2 separate regions of the Mus musculus genome follow, and region 2 is linked to region 1. A link is a contact called in public HiChIP or PLAC-seq data. All regions are on one chromosome and are shown on one strand. The core of a region is the stretch at or near the end of the contact, and the rest is flanking DNA. Distances in the headings are between cores, read along the strand shown.

Region 1 (7,557 bases), core at 1,281-3,780:
AGGAGAAGGAGAAGGAGAAGGAGAAGAAGAAGAAGAAGAAGAAGAAGAAGAAGAAGAAGAAGAAGAAGAAGAAGAAGAAGAAGAAGAAGAAGAAAAGAGAAGGGAGAGCCAGTAAAAGCAGACCTCTGAGAGTCATGGGAGGGGCTTGGAGAGAACCTAACCCAGGATGGAAAGGGAGGATTTCAAGCAGGGAAACATACAGGGAAGCCAAGCAGGGGACATTCTAACCTAGCTGTTAGTGCTTAGCCATTAAAAAGCTATTAGCAAGTATATTAAGCAATGGAAGTCAAGATCCTTTTAGGATCAATGTCACTTTGGAGGATCTATGGTGGCTCTCATGTTATGAAGCCCTCTGGGACTGAGATTAAGTAGCTTTCATAACAGATAAAGGTTGCCATCATCTTACTGTGACTATTACAAGATGTGTGCAGGCTGGGAAAGTGGCTCGGTTAGTAGAGTGTTCGCTGAGCATGCACCAAGCCTTGCGATTGATTCCCCAGCATGGCATACACCAGGCAAGATGGCACAGGCCCTATTAACTCTTCACCCTGGAGGTGCAGACTAGGGGATCAGAAGGTTAGCCTAAGCATGTAGCAAGTTCCTTCCCAGCATGGACTGGGGACTATGACTTGAAACAAAACAAAGGAAGGACATATGCTAAAAGACAAAATCTTTTAAAATCCTGAGCTACATACTTACCTGGATTCAAAAGGTTGGTATTGCTTCATCTCTCGTGGTTATTTAAACTCAAGGTCATAAAATAAGAGGCTTGCAGATAATAAGTTATTAACAGGGCTTTAATATCCCCAAATCACTTTTGTAAAATAGAAGCGTGCCACGTAAGTTCGGAGACCTTGATAAACCCGTTCCTACATTATTTTAAGACTTGCACCATTGAGAACTCACCACAATGAGAAAGAGCATATATTGTCATTCACCAGCTGAAGTGGACCACAACGTGAAGGTAATAGTGTCAACGACCCACAGGACTTGATCAACAGTTTTGAAATCATGTTGAAGGCCAATTCTAACACAAATTTTATGCATTAAATAAAACTTTACCAGCAAAGGAACTTTAGCCAGCATGTTTGGCTCCCAGGAACCCCAACATTGCACCTGACAGAGTCAGATGATCAACATTGGAAATGAAGTGCTCATTTGCATAAGTTTTCCTTTTTCAATAAACTGGTTGGAGATTTGTATGCTCCTCATGTAGAATCATTTTAATTTAATCATAAATGGAATCCGTGTCACTAAAACACAGCCTTTAATTCCTACCATTAAACATTCGTGTAAAGCTTTTAAAATGAAAACCTTATTTGTATACCACACTATTTTAAATATATGTAACTTAAATCCGAATCAAATGCACCCATCTACTGAGTATCGCCACTTTTTAAGTTAAATGTCTAAAAAGGCCTTTGAGCACTTAATGTTTGATTACTGTAACCAAGCATGCATTAGTTATTGTACAGTCTCAAAAATTAGTTTTATGCTGGGCAGTGGTGGTGCACACCTTTAATCCCAGCACTTGGGAGGCAGAGGTAGGGGGATTTCTGAGTTCAAGGCCAGCCTGGTCTACAGAGTGAGTTCCAGGACAGCCAGGGCTACACAGAGAAACCCAGTCTCAATATATAGATATATGTATATAAATATATAATTTATTATATTTTATACAAATATAAGTTGTACTTTCTTCCATGGAAATACCATTCAGTGACATCTTGCCATTTGATTCCTTGATGAGACGGATTCTGCTTCAAGGCGCCTGCCTGCCTGTGAACTAGCTTCCCTTTGACTGCTGGCCCAGTCATGTGTTGCAAGTGGAAGGCATGTACTATTCTGTTCTAAACTGAGATCGTGGGTCTCTGAGAAAGTGCAAAGAGCAACCCACTTAAATTATGAGAAAGACAGAGATTAAATCAGAGGTTAGAGAACAGCAGTTCTAGTAAACAGGAGACTTGAAGATTTTTGTCCACTTAAATTATGAGCAAGACAGAGATTAAATCAGACAAGGAATGAACAGATTTGGCTGCTTCCAGCCCTAACTCTTTGTTTCTGAGAGCACGGATAGGCTGTCTCTGTACTAACCAGCTCTCCCTGGGTGATAGAATTGTGTTGTCTGGGTTGTTTGTTTGTTTGTTTGTTTGTTTTGTTTTGTTTTGTTTTAAGGAGGTCCTTGTTTTATCATTTTTATTTGGAGCAACTACTAAGACTGCAATAAATCTTAAGATATCTCTAACTAGCAGTATCTAGTTACTACAAAATTACATAATCCAAAAATAGATAATAAAATGTGTCATGGATCAACACCAACAGGTTAATGAAGTTAACACTGACTGCAAAGACAGTGGCGACGTGAGCTAAGCCCAGCTGCCAGCAGTCCACAGTCTGAGAAAGCAGAGAGGGTTTTTTAAAGTTGGACAAACGGTTCATTTGGCGGCCTCAGAGAAGGCTTCAACAACATCTGAGACAGCAGGAGAAACCGAATTTTCATTCACGTTCCAATTATACAAATGCCAGACCCCAATTGCTGAGAAGTCACGTGAGGGCCAAATGGGCTTGAACAATAGAAAGAGTGTGGTGCAGGCAGTCCAGTTTGAGCCTTTAAAAGCAGAGTAGAATTTTCTCTCAAGTCCTGCCATGCTTTTGCCCTGCTTCTCCCTGTGGCTTCTTCCCCTGCACGGTTTCAACCACTTGTCTACTGAAATCAGAGGAGGAAATCATGTGTAACATGCTTTGTGCAAGCTAGGTGGGAATAGCAAGACGTAATAAAGAACTCGGCTCAGCCTTAGCTGGAGACGAGTGGATGGACAAGACCACCCAGAGGTAAGAGGGTACATTTCCAAGAAGCAATTATCTTTGTTTTCTAGTCTACATTTCAACATGAAAAAAAAAAAAAACTGCAGAAAAATTAAGATAACGGAAATTCACTCATAAGTCTCATAAGTATAAAAAGTATGTTTTGAAATTTGGTTTGTTTCCATTCGGGAGTGTTATGCATGTGTGTGTGTGAAACACTATTAAAAAGCACATTCAAGAGAACAACTGGGAAATTGCCATCATACTGCACACGGTATTCGGGTGCCACTGCTATTCATTTGTGAGAGAACAGCAGTTCTAGTGAACAGAAGACTTAAAGATTTTTGTCTTTCTTTGTTATTCCATTAAGTGGCAATGATATATTTATCTAATCAGCCCATCTGATGAAATAGTTAGGTTCTTATCAACCTCTTGGCATTACAAAACCAGCCATGTGAAACAGTTTTAGAGTCAGGCATGTTCACTCTTGCCTACAATCACACCACTCAGGGAGCTGGGACTGGAGGATGAAGAGTTCAAAGCCCGTCTGACCTACATAATGACACCTTGCCTCGAAAATGGATCTTTGAATTTTAAGATAAAGGTAGACACATATGTGCAAACATAAATATTTACATTTGATCGGTTATGTCGTTGATATGAGGTAAAGTGAGAGTATTTATTAAATGAAAGGAAGAAACATGGTGGGTATTGGTGTGAATTCCTCAGTAGTTTTCAAGAACAACATATATCAAACTGCGCTTTGGTCCATATTTAGAACTTCTCTGAAGTTTCTCAAATAATTTTGCTTTTTTTTTTCTTTCTGTCATTCCTAATAGTTGATAACAGGGATTGTTTAAGCTATTAAAAAAATAACTCTTGTGGTGCCAGGGTTTGAACGCAGGACCTTGTGCGTGGTAGGCAAGTATTATCACCAGGCTACACTCCTAGTCTCTAGCTGGTTTTAGTGTATTAGATTGTGAATGAGAAATGCTAATGAACTGAGACATTAGATGCATGCAGGCCTATTTGCTTTCTTTCTCGCAGTTATGTTTCTCTTCTCTTAGACTGTTAAGCTCCCGGCCTCAGGAACGGTGCTGCCCAAAATGAGCTAGTTTTTCTACATCAAAAATTATTAATTAAGACAATCCCCTATTTGCTCAGGGCAACCTGATCTAGATAATTTCTCATTATTGTTGGGGTCCAGGTGTTGTCTCATAAACCACACAAACATCAGTCTTTGTCAGACAAGGATAGTTTATTGAGCATGCACCCCAAGACTGGTTGACCAGGACCATGGTCCAGATTCAGGAACTGAACCATGACCATCTTGAGTTAAGATTCTACAGAGTTTTTAAGCCCAAACCCCACAAATATCTGTGCCAAATTATTTTACCAATCAGGATTTAGAGACAGGGGTTTCCTTAGGAACATGTCTTTGCATGTCTTTGTTGCACACCTATCCTGCTCCCATTGGTTGGGGTATTGAGAGTTGGCAGGGGACTTGCCTTGTCTAATATTCATGTCCTAACTTGACTACCAGGATGGGACTTGTCCAACATTCATGTCTTAACTTGCCAACCAGGATGGCAGCTACCCAGGTATATGTCTCTTTCTGCCAAGTAGGATGTCAGTTCCCAGGGAAGTCTTGAGAGCATAGTATTGAATCTCCTATTTTTCATTCTAAAGATAAAATCCTTCATCTCATTAAAAGAAAGAATATTCTTTTTCCATTAATTTATTTATTCATTCATCCCAATTGAAGCTCCCCTCTCCTCCCATTCCCTCCTCCACATGGCCCTCCCCCGCTCCCCTTTGCCTTTGAGAAGGAAAAGGCCCCTCCCTGGGTACCAATCCATCCTAGCACCTCAGGTCACTGCAGGACTAGGTACAGCCTCTCCCACTGAGTCCAGACAAGGCAGACTAGTAAGGGGAAAAGGATCTACAGGCAGACAACAAAGGCAGGGTAAGGCCATGGGTCAGTTGTTGGGGGACCTAAATGAAGATCAAGCTGTACATCTGCTACATATGTGCAGTGGGGACTAGGTTCGGCCTTTGTATGCTGTTTGGATGGTGATTCAGTCTCTGGGAGCCCCCAAGGGTCCAGGTTAGTTGACTCTGTTGGTCTTCCTGTGGAGTCCCTGTCCCCTCCAGGTTCATCAACCTTTCTCTCAATTGTTCCATGATGCTTCCCAAGCTAAAGAAGCAAATTTCTGGTTTCATAAGGAATATACAGTGGGAACAAAAGTCTCCTGAAGATACTTAGATATCTATCAATGACCTGGAGCAAGGATGGTAAATCTGTGTGCATATGATGTCCGTGTCCTCTATTATCCCCTTCATTATTTGGCCAATTAAGCCAATGAAAATCCTCACCCATTTCCATGTCTTATTAATGTCAAAACCCCTTAAGTATTTGATATGTGTTGGTCATCTAGCAATGCAACTATCAGGATTGTGCAGAATTAGCAAGTCCTAGACTTTTTTGAAAATCAACAGAAATTCTTCCTCCAACTTTTCTCTCACTGAGCGTCATTCAGTTATATTTCTTTTCCCTTCCAACACTTTCCTGATTTAGTGTCCCTTTTAAATTCATCTGTCATGATTAATTAAAGACACATCATTTCCTAGGATACTAAATGGTCATACTGAAGACCAATCTACTCATAAGAAACTTAAAAACAGGCGATGTTTATGCAGCATCTTTAGAAATCAATAAAACCCTTCCTCCACAGCTTCCATCCTGGAGAAACATTGCTCTGTGAAAGAAAACAGCAGCTGATAAAGGTGGATAGTGATGGCTGTGTTCTCGGTGAGCAACAGAAAGGACTGACAACAAAGGAAAATGAGCAATTAGGCATCCTTTCTCATGATGGAGCCAAGTGTGGCTCCTAGTCTTCACATCTTTCTACTTCCAATGGGTGGGGCTATTAACAATGGACCAAGCCTGGTATCAGGCAGGAAGAACTTCAAGAAGTTTGGGTTCCACCTGAAAGTCAGTCCTTTTGGCCTTGATCTTGAGCATGGACTGATGGTGGAACTCCTCACATGTTCAGTTACTTAGTCACTTAGTCACTCGGTCAATATTTTCAGTACATTTTGTAGCCCAGATACAATGTTGACATGATTCCTCTCAAAGGTAAGGCCAAGAATAGTATGGGAAGGCTTTGGCCTTTGTTCTCTATTACCCCAAATAAATTCTAAACTTTGTTTTATAAAGCATTTCTGGAGTCACTGTTGGTCTGATCCTCTTGGAATTTACATATGCTTAGCACCATCAAGCAAGCTGTCAGTGACGGTCTAGTACCACTGGTGCTCTGATAGTGACATAAAATAGCACTGTTGATTCAAGAATGACATTAAATCCATAGAAAAATGTGGCATCTATTATGATGAGTTCTATTATGGTTGATTTTGTCTCAACATGATTGAATTAAAAGGTATCTAGGTAACTGATAAAATATTTTCCTTCATATATCTGTTAGGACATCTCTAGATGAGATCAACACTTGAATCAGTAGGCTGCATAATGATCCAACCTCAACAATGTGGGTGGGCATCATCAATCCTTTAGGATCCTACCCAGATCCAGCAAACAGAACAATAGTGAGTTGTTTTTTTTTTTTAATAGAACTGAGACATTTATCACTTCCTACGCAAGAACATCAGAGCTCTTAACTCTTGGCCTGAGGACTCCAAGACTTAGACCAGCAGAACTCCCTTCCCACTCTCAGGCCTTTAACTTTCAACTGCAGTTATACAAGTGTTTTCCTTGGATCCCAGGCCTTTGAACTTGAGCCAAATGACCAAATCGGTTTTTTGAGTCCTCTAGCTCATAGATGGTCTAGAGGACACAGACAGAGATTTAAGGCATGATGGGAAACAGGCAAAGAGTAGATAGGGAAACAACCCGGAATGAGGTCACTCAGTATCTCAACTGTCAAAGGGAAAGAATGCGTGCCATAGCCCAGCAGCTTAATGTTAGTCTTGGAGGGCCAAATGTGAGGACTGAAGACTGAGACATGGGAGATGAGTCAATAGAGATGATGCTAGAGACATAGGCAGGACCAGATGAGAGAGGGCCATAGCCATGAGATAGGATTTGGATTCTAGCCTAAGAGAAATGGAAGTGAAATCAAGAAGTTTGAGGAGGGCCAGTGAACTGATTGCCATGCCTGGAAAAACAAGGTTGGGAATGCAGAGAAGAAAGTAAAGCTGGAGAGAAAGATTTTATCTGTAAAATGCAGCAGCAGGTCTTGGGGCTGAAGCCCTGGTAGTGGCAATGGGAATGGAGAAAGTATGGAGCAATCCAAAGAGCTGCAGTGACAACCAGTTGCCAAAAGGATGCTTAGTAAGGAGTTCCCAGCTGCACAAATTAAAGCTTGAAACAGATGTGTCCACGGGACTGTGCCTCCTCCAACAGAACTGAGCACAGGACTCCTTTGTTTCTTTTAGCTTCTGAATTTCTGTGGTGTGTGTGTGTGTGTGTGTGTGTGTGTGTGTGTGTGTGTGTACATGTGTGCACATGTGCATGGGGGCCAGGTATTGATGTCAAAAGTTTTCCTGAAATATACTCCACAGGAGATACTGAGGCAAGGTGGGCTTACTCCAGCTGCCTAGCATTCAGTGGGGTCCAGGGATCCAGACTCTAATCTTCACACTTGGACAGCAAGGGTGTAACCTGCTTTTGGATTCTTCTAGCAATCTGTGATGCTCCACAGCTTTTGAGGCCATTGTTACAGTCCCGTGCCTCCT
Region 2 (7,146 bases), core at 1,437-3,936, 290 kb after region 1:
CCTGTAAGGCAGCAATCTGCTACTAAAGCATACCGAAACTTCTAAATAGAACGTATGTCCTCTTAGGACGTTCTATGGCTATTCCAAGAACGTGGTCATACTTTTCAAACTACTTTTAGAATTCCATTTTGGAATCACATTTGGCAGTTAAAGGCTAAATAGGAAAGCCAGTACTATATGTGTAATATGTATGCCTACATACATATTTAACATCACTCACTATATTCAAAGAATTTGATTTCAAATTACAGTTTGGGCTCTATAAAAAAGTTGCCCCAATAGAGAAAGATTTTTTTCTAGTATGAAAATTATTATTATTATTATTATTATTATTATTATTATTATTATTAATGAAAACATTTGGAGTGGCACCCATACAAGCTATCAAACAGGAACAGTTTCTAGGAAGGACACAGCTGTGATTTTCCAAGACAGATAATTTGGGGGCTAAAACGGGCTTAAAAGAAACATTGGTTTTTATGTATAATATTAGACTTCTGTTTAAACAACTACAGTATGTTCTCTTTGCCCTTTGGACCGCTGAATTATATCTAGTAATAAAAGACCTTTAAAAAATCCAGAAGTCTTTTAAAATAAACTCTAAATTTAAAATCTTGCACAAAAATTCCGGGAGAGCACACCAATCTGCGTAATGACGTTTCTGCTCTGCCTAAGTTTCTGCTCTGAGCACCCGAAGCAGGTCAGCCATGCAGGCTCTAGAATCTGAAGGTCTGCTGAATTCTGGTGAAAGTACAGGGGCCTTCAAACAGATCCAAGGGACTCAGTTCATTAGAAACAAACAAGCAAACAAACAAACAAACAAAAAACAGTATTTGAATACAACTGTTAAGTTCAGTTCAATGATTTTTGTCTCACAGTGTGATTCCTGTAACACGAGCTCTTCAATAACGGTGAATTTTATTTTTTGTTGCTTTTTAGCACTTACGCCTTAAAGTGCTTGGTTGTGTGGCTTAAGATTGTTTTTATTTTTTTTGCATTTCACATTCCCTTGGCCGCATTTGAAGAAAGGGAATGTTCTTTTACATTTTAAATTTGAGAATGAAGTAGTAACCCTCCCATTTCTGTCTTTTTAGTTTTAAATGTTTGGCTTTATGTTTAGTTTTAAATAAACGATTCTCCCCGGGTTCCCACATCATTCAATGAGAGGGGTGGAAATGTACAAGCTGTCCACCCCTGCCCTTCTTAAATGCTGCTGTCCCTGGTTTCAGAATTATGCAGTTTGCCGACTTCCATAACTGAGTCCGGTGGACCCTCTCGGAAGAAGAGCACAACTGGATTTTTTCGAGCCCACATGACCACTTCCCCTCCTGACCCACTAGCTGGGTTGGAAGAAGGCATCCTGCTGCAAGCCCCAAGCCTGTTGGCACAGCCATTTCGAAGGCGATTGCGACTTCTGGCTTGAAAACCTAGGCCTTGGCTAGGCAAAAAAGCATCCATGTTTCTAGTCCTGTACCCTTCTTCGCGGTTGCGTCCTAGGAGCATGGAAATGTTGGGGTTGCGGATGGCATATATGACCGGGTTGATAGCCCCATTGGCCCAGGTCAGCCAAACAGCCGCCACATTGAGCAGCGAGGGAGCCTGCGTGGCCTGACCCTGCCGGGTCGCGGCCAGCAGCACCAGGAAGCAGTAGGGACCCCAGCAGCACATGACAAAGATAATCATGATGAGCACGGTGGTGGCTGTGCGCACCTCGCTGAAGAAGCGCAGCACGCGCGCGTAAGTGGTCATCGGCCGCACGCGCACGTCCGACAGGCGCACGGTCTTGCAGATGTGGTAGCGGCAGAAACACATCAGTAGGAAGGGCAGCAAGTAGCAAGCCACCACCAGTCCCACGCTGTAGGCGACGCCCAGCTGCGCAGGGTCTGGGGAGGTTCTGTAAAGGCAGCGGTGGAAGCTCTGCGGAGCGGGGGGCTCCCGGGGTGCCCTGAGCAGGTCCCAGGGCAGGGAGAAGCCCAGCGCAGCCAACCACGCTCCTGCCAGCAGCTGCAGCGCGCGCCGCCGGCCCAGCTTGTCCCGCGGCGGCCGCACGATGGCGCAGTAGCGGTCCAGCGAGATGAGCGCCACGCTGAACGTGGATACGATTCCGAAACACGAACTGAAGAAGCGGCTGGCTGCGCAGAAGCTGCGCCAGGGCCCAGAGTCTCCGGGAGGCGCGAATAGATCGAGGAAGGCGGCGGGTAGGCAGAGCAGCGCAGTGAGCAGGTCCGACAGGGACAGCGACAGGATGAAGGCGTTTGTGACCGTGCGCAGCTGCCGATGCTTCACGATCACCCCCATCACCGCGCAGTTGCCCAGGCTAGACAGCAAGAAGATGAGCAGGAGCACGAGCGCCTGGGCGGCCACCGCTGCCCCGTGCCATAGCAGCGGTGCGGGTCCCCGAGACCCCGCTGCCTCCGGCCTGCCCGCATCGCTTTGGTTTCCCAGCGTTACCGTGGCTACGGAGCTGAACGACAGCGCGGCTGCAGTGGCCGTGGAAGCCGCCCCTCCCGGATGCGCGCTACCCTGCAAGGTTGCACTCGCGGCCGGGCGGCCAGGCGGCCGCGCCTGCTCCTCCATGGGGTTCCACGCAGGCCGCCGCTCTGCTCATCCCGCAGCAGGGTGAAAGGTTGTGCGGACCAGAACGGCAGCTGCGGGGAGTGGGTGGGACTCGGTCACCACTCGGGACTGGTGGAACCTTGACGTGGGTTCTAGGCGTTGCCGAGGGAACCGCCTATTTACGCAGGAACGCGGGGCGGGACGCTAGCGGTGTACCCCAGGAGAGCCGGCCCACCTTATCTCCTTTCCCAGCCTGAGGGTGACCAAGCCACGGGTCTGCTAGTCTGAGAGAAGGCATGGTTCACCTCTGGCACCCCGGCAGGCCGGAGAAAGCCAGACCACCCCGCAAACGAATGGCAGATTCAGCTGAGGCGCTCTTGCTCCTTCCTGTCCAGCACAGATGCCCTGGTGGGGAGGGGATGCTGCTGTGGGCGTCTCTGGCCTCCACAGGTAGGAAAGGAAAAAGAGTCCACACCTGGAGATCTTGAACATGGTAGGGGTGGGGTATTCTAGTACCTCTGCATTTTGAGTGGGCAACAGAATCAGTCATGCTACAAGCGACTAGGTTCTAATCTCAGTTTCAGACAATGTAGCTCTGGGATGAGTACCAAGAATTCATATTGATAGTGAGGATGATGATGATCCAAGGGCCACATTTGGAAAATCACTGCTGGAACAAATTTGTTTCAGTAGACTCCTTGCTCACATTGAACATTCCTGAGGTTGGGCTTCCCGCTTAAGCCTGTTTCTGAACAGGTGTTCTCAAGGACTGGAATGTGGATCTAGGAAGGAAGATGTCATTACTGTTCAAGGGCCGGGGCTTTGGATGGTAACTAGTTAAGTGCATTTAAAGGTTTCTCAGAATCAGCCTTACAGCGTCTGGGCTAGATCATCACGTTTGTGTTCTTTGTTGGTAGGGGCTGTTCCATTCGAGGATGATTGACAGTATTTTTGTATCCACCATTGGATGGCAGCAGCTGCAACAACCCAAATAAACAGCAAATAAAAGACCCTGCCCCATAAGACTTTAAGTCTTAGGAAAACACAAATACATTACAAGATGAGTGTTTTATTTTAATAGGAAATTCAATGGAGATCGTTGCTAGAGGAGTAGATAAAAACTTTTTATGCCAAACCACATTGGACTATTGGGGTCCGGGTGGGGGTGGGGAGCAGAGGAGGAGAAGGAAGAAGAGATACAGTGAATGCAAACGTGGTGGCAAGAGGTTAACCCTGAAGGTGACAGTGTCTGAATTCCAGGCTCCATGCAAGTGGTGTGGGAGGTGGTAAATGGGAGATGTGTAAGGTTTTCACGGGACAGCATTTATGTGCTGTACTGTGGAGACTGAATGTTATGGAGGTGTGGTAGTTCGAATATGCTTGGCCCAGGGAATGGCACTATTTGGAGGTGTGGCCTTGTTGGAGGAACTGAGTCACTATGGGTGTTGGCTTTAAGCTGCCTGGAAGTTAGTTTTATCCTAGTGGCCTTCAGATGAAGATGTAGAACTCTCAGCTCCTCCTGCACCATGCCTGCCTGGATGATGCCATGTTCCCACCTTGATGATAATGGACTGAACCTCTGAACTAACATAAGCCAGGCCCAATTAAATGCTCTCCTTATAAGAGTTGCCTTGGTCATGGTGTCTGTTCACAGCAGGGAAACCTTAACTCAGACAGGAGGTGTAGTGAAACTATCAGCTGACCTTTACCAAACAAGGCCCACAGACAGGGACTTGGTTCAAACAAGCAAGAGGGACCTCATACCATCCTGGTTCACTTATCTCCTTATCTGCACCGATGTCTTCTCTGCCAGTTTCTCTATTCCTATTGGAGCCCAGTCCTTACCCCTCAGAGCATCCTCATTCCTCTTCAGAAATGCGTGAGATTTGTTTCACAAGGTTTATAGATTAATTTTTAACCTCACAGCTGTATTTCAATAATGTAGCTTGAGGCTGTAGAATCAATCCTTAGAACCAGTTAATGAACCAAAGGAAACAAAATCAACCAAAAAAAACCAACCAAACAAACAAAAAACAAAACACATAAGCAAACTACCACACCCAAGCCAAATAGCTCCATCTAAAGAGCTAGCAAAAATTTGGTTACCAGCTGGTCTTTGCAGCATTACATGGTGACTTTGTGGCACTTGGGTACCAGTTGGTGTAGATAATGAGGGCTTTGTAGCAAAATCAATACCCAAGCAGCAGCTATAACAATATCTGTCAATGAAGTTGACTCCTGGGGCGACTAGAGAGATGGCCCAATGGTTAAGAGCATTGTCTACTCTTCCAGAGGTCCTGAGTTCAGTTCCCATTATCCACATGGTAGCTCACATCCAGCTATAATGGAACCCAATGCCCTCTTCTGATGTGTGTCTGAAAACAGCTACAGTGAACTCATAAAAATAAAATAAATCTTAAAAAAAAAAAGAAGAAGAAGAAGTTGACTCCTTTTGATCCTTCCAAAATTATTTATGGCAAGTGTTGAGAACATTATAATAACCCACCTCTATGAGCATGATACTTACAGATGCCTTTATTTTACTCAAACTGGAACATTAAAATAACAAACTCACAACATTTACTATTGTGTGGTTTATAGCTGAAGCTAGCAATCAAAAAAAACTTACAAGTATTATCATTTCCATAGCATAGATTAAGTAACTGTGCTTTAATTTTGCCTTGTATACTAATGCTTTAAAAGTTTCCGGATTCTTGGCACTCTGTTTGCCCCATTAGCGACATTTATGCTCAAAAGGTTGACAAATAGGAAGTATAATACCTTACATTTAGACTCAGTATACTAAACATACTTTTTAGAAAGTATAAAAATTAGCCTGTAAGTGTAACTGGATACTGGTTTGCACATAATACAGAGAAAACACAATTTAAAGGTAATTACTTTCTAAGCAAAACCTTTAAAACTTATGAAAAAAAAAAGTCACTTGAGAAGAAAGCCATCCCTTAGTGGGTCACCATCTTCCACTGTCAAGTTTGCTGTCCCTGTGTAATGGGCTTGTCCTGCAACTTCCACTATGACAGCTTTGAAATCTCCACACTTTGCTTCCTGAAAAAGAAGACAACAGGATCATACTAAAAAACTCCTCCAGTTGTCTGGTGTCTCTAAGGCTTGCCTCTTCAGTCTCATAACTAGGGAAAGCGACATGTCAATCTTCAGGCAGAGGAAGGTTTTGAAGTGAGTGACAAAGTCAGATGTGTGTTTTAGTTAACTTACCTGGAAAAGGGAGCACATGGGAGAGGGTCTAGAAGCTCAGAAACCTAAGAGGGAACTTTAGGCTACACAGCAACATTATGTCTCAAAAAACAAAGAAACTTCTGATTCCTAACTGATACCTGGAGTCATAAGGCAGTATTTAGTGGGGAGGAGAAAGAGAATACAAGATAATTCGGAGGTAGAATGGATAGCCTGACAATGCAGGTTTCTAGCTTGGAAGTGCCTTATTTATACCACTAACACAGGTGAAGAAAAAGAGAGTGTAGTGTTTTGAATGAGGATGGCACTGTGGGCTCCTGTGTTGGAGTGCTTGGTCACTGATTGGTGGAACTGTTTGGGAAGGATTAGGAGGTGTGGCCTTGTTGGAGATGTGTCACTAGGGAAGGCAAACCTCAAAAGTCTACTTCATTCTCCGCTCGCTCTCTCTCTGCCTCCTGCTTTTGGACCAAGTTGTAAGTCCCAGTTACTGCTCCAGAGCCATGCCTGCTTGCTTGTCGCCATGCTCCCGAACATGACAGTCATAGACTCTAGCCCTGACCTGTTAGTCCCAAATTAAATGCTTTCTTTTATAAGTTGCCTTGTCATGGTGTCTTATTACAGCAAAAGAAAAAGTAACTAAGAGAAAAATACATGTGTGAGAGAAAGAAAGAAAGAGAGTGGGGGGAGAAGGAAGGGAGGGGGAGGAGCTTTTAATAAGCAGAATTTAAGATACTTGGATACAGCTACTTCAAGATGAGTATAGCAAACCATTCAAGGGTTAGACTGGACAGAGGTACAGGACAAACAGGGCAGGGGTGAAGGTTTGAGACTTATCTCAGCAGATGGTCAAGAACCAAAGCCCAGGAAGTAGACAAAATTGTTCAGTGGCATCTAATTGGAGAAAGAAGAGAAGAAGGAAGCTGAGGACCAAATCTGGGGTCACCTAATTGGGAGCACGGGATGAGCGTGAGAGGGCATAGCGCCAGCCAGGATCCAGTGAAGGAGCGCAGCGCAGTGAGGAACTGGCAGGTGTAAAAGAAATCCCTGCCAATTTGAGTACGAAATGTTCCCCATGTGTTAATGTAAATATCTGAATACTTGGCTCCCAGTTGGTGGTGCTCTTTGGGGAACCTTTAGAATTTGAAGAGGCACTGAAGGAAATGGGTCACTGGGGGTGGCCTTAAGGGTTTATAGCCTAGTCAGCTCTCTGTTCACAGTGCTTTCTGATAGATGACTTCCTGCCACAAGGCCTTCCCAATGTACTGCTGTGTCTTCTCTGACATTATGGAAGATATTCCCTTGAACTATAAGCTCGAATAAAACCTTCCATTGGGTATTTGTTCACAGCAATCATAAAAGTAGCTAGTATAAAATCCT

What was found. HiChIP or PLAC-seq counts read pairs in DNA pulled down with a chosen protein or histone mark.
Region 2: an H3K4me3 HiChIP or PLAC-seq map of stem cell-derived neural progenitor cells shows a contact between it and region 1, with 20 read pairs. The contact joins the promoter of Gpr135 here to the enhancer-like site in region 1. A contact is called at or near these places in 8 of 39 promoter capture datasets (the C10 cell line, embryonic stem cells, epiblast stem cells and 5 more), 1 of 15 datasets of contacts at CTCF or cohesin (the NIH/3T3 cell line), 14 of 484 Hi-C or Micro-C datasets (the C2C12 cell line, CD8 T cells, the G1E-ER4 cell line and 7 more), 16 of 115 datasets of contacts at active chromatin or transcription factors (SST interneurons, a beta-TC-6 cell line, craniofacial prominence and 11 more) and 3 of 9 other capture datasets (adipose tissue, liver and macrophages).

Annotation. Positions count from the first base shown.
Region 1 is chr12:71,782,346-71,789,902 of GRCm38.p6, forward strand. No RefSeq gene overlaps it. Among named protein-coding and RNA genes, the nearest start is that of Daam1, 45 kb to the right of the region's middle. Within about 2 kb of position 2,531, at least 10 of the 459 cell types and tissues checked have an H3K27ac peak or open chromatin away from gene starts, as enhancers often do. A contact at or near this core is called in embryonic forebrain and stem cell-derived neural progenitor cells, where this site is marked.
Region 2 is chr12:72,068,415-72,075,560 of GRCm38.p6, forward strand. It overlaps Gpr135 (G protein-coupled receptor 135), which reads right to left and starts at 2,687. Exons shown (of 1, transcript NM_181752.2): 1 at 1-2,687. The coding sequence starts at 2,577. The coding sequence ends at 1,204. Gm3225 (predicted gene 3225) reads left to right here and starts at 2,760. Exons shown (of 2, transcript NR_168042.1): 1 at 2,760-3,006; 2 at 3,474-3,601. It overlaps L3hypdh (L-3-hydroxyproline dehydratase (trans-)), which reads right to left. Exons shown (of 5, transcript NM_026038.2): 5 at 5,014-5,622. The coding sequence ends at 5,497.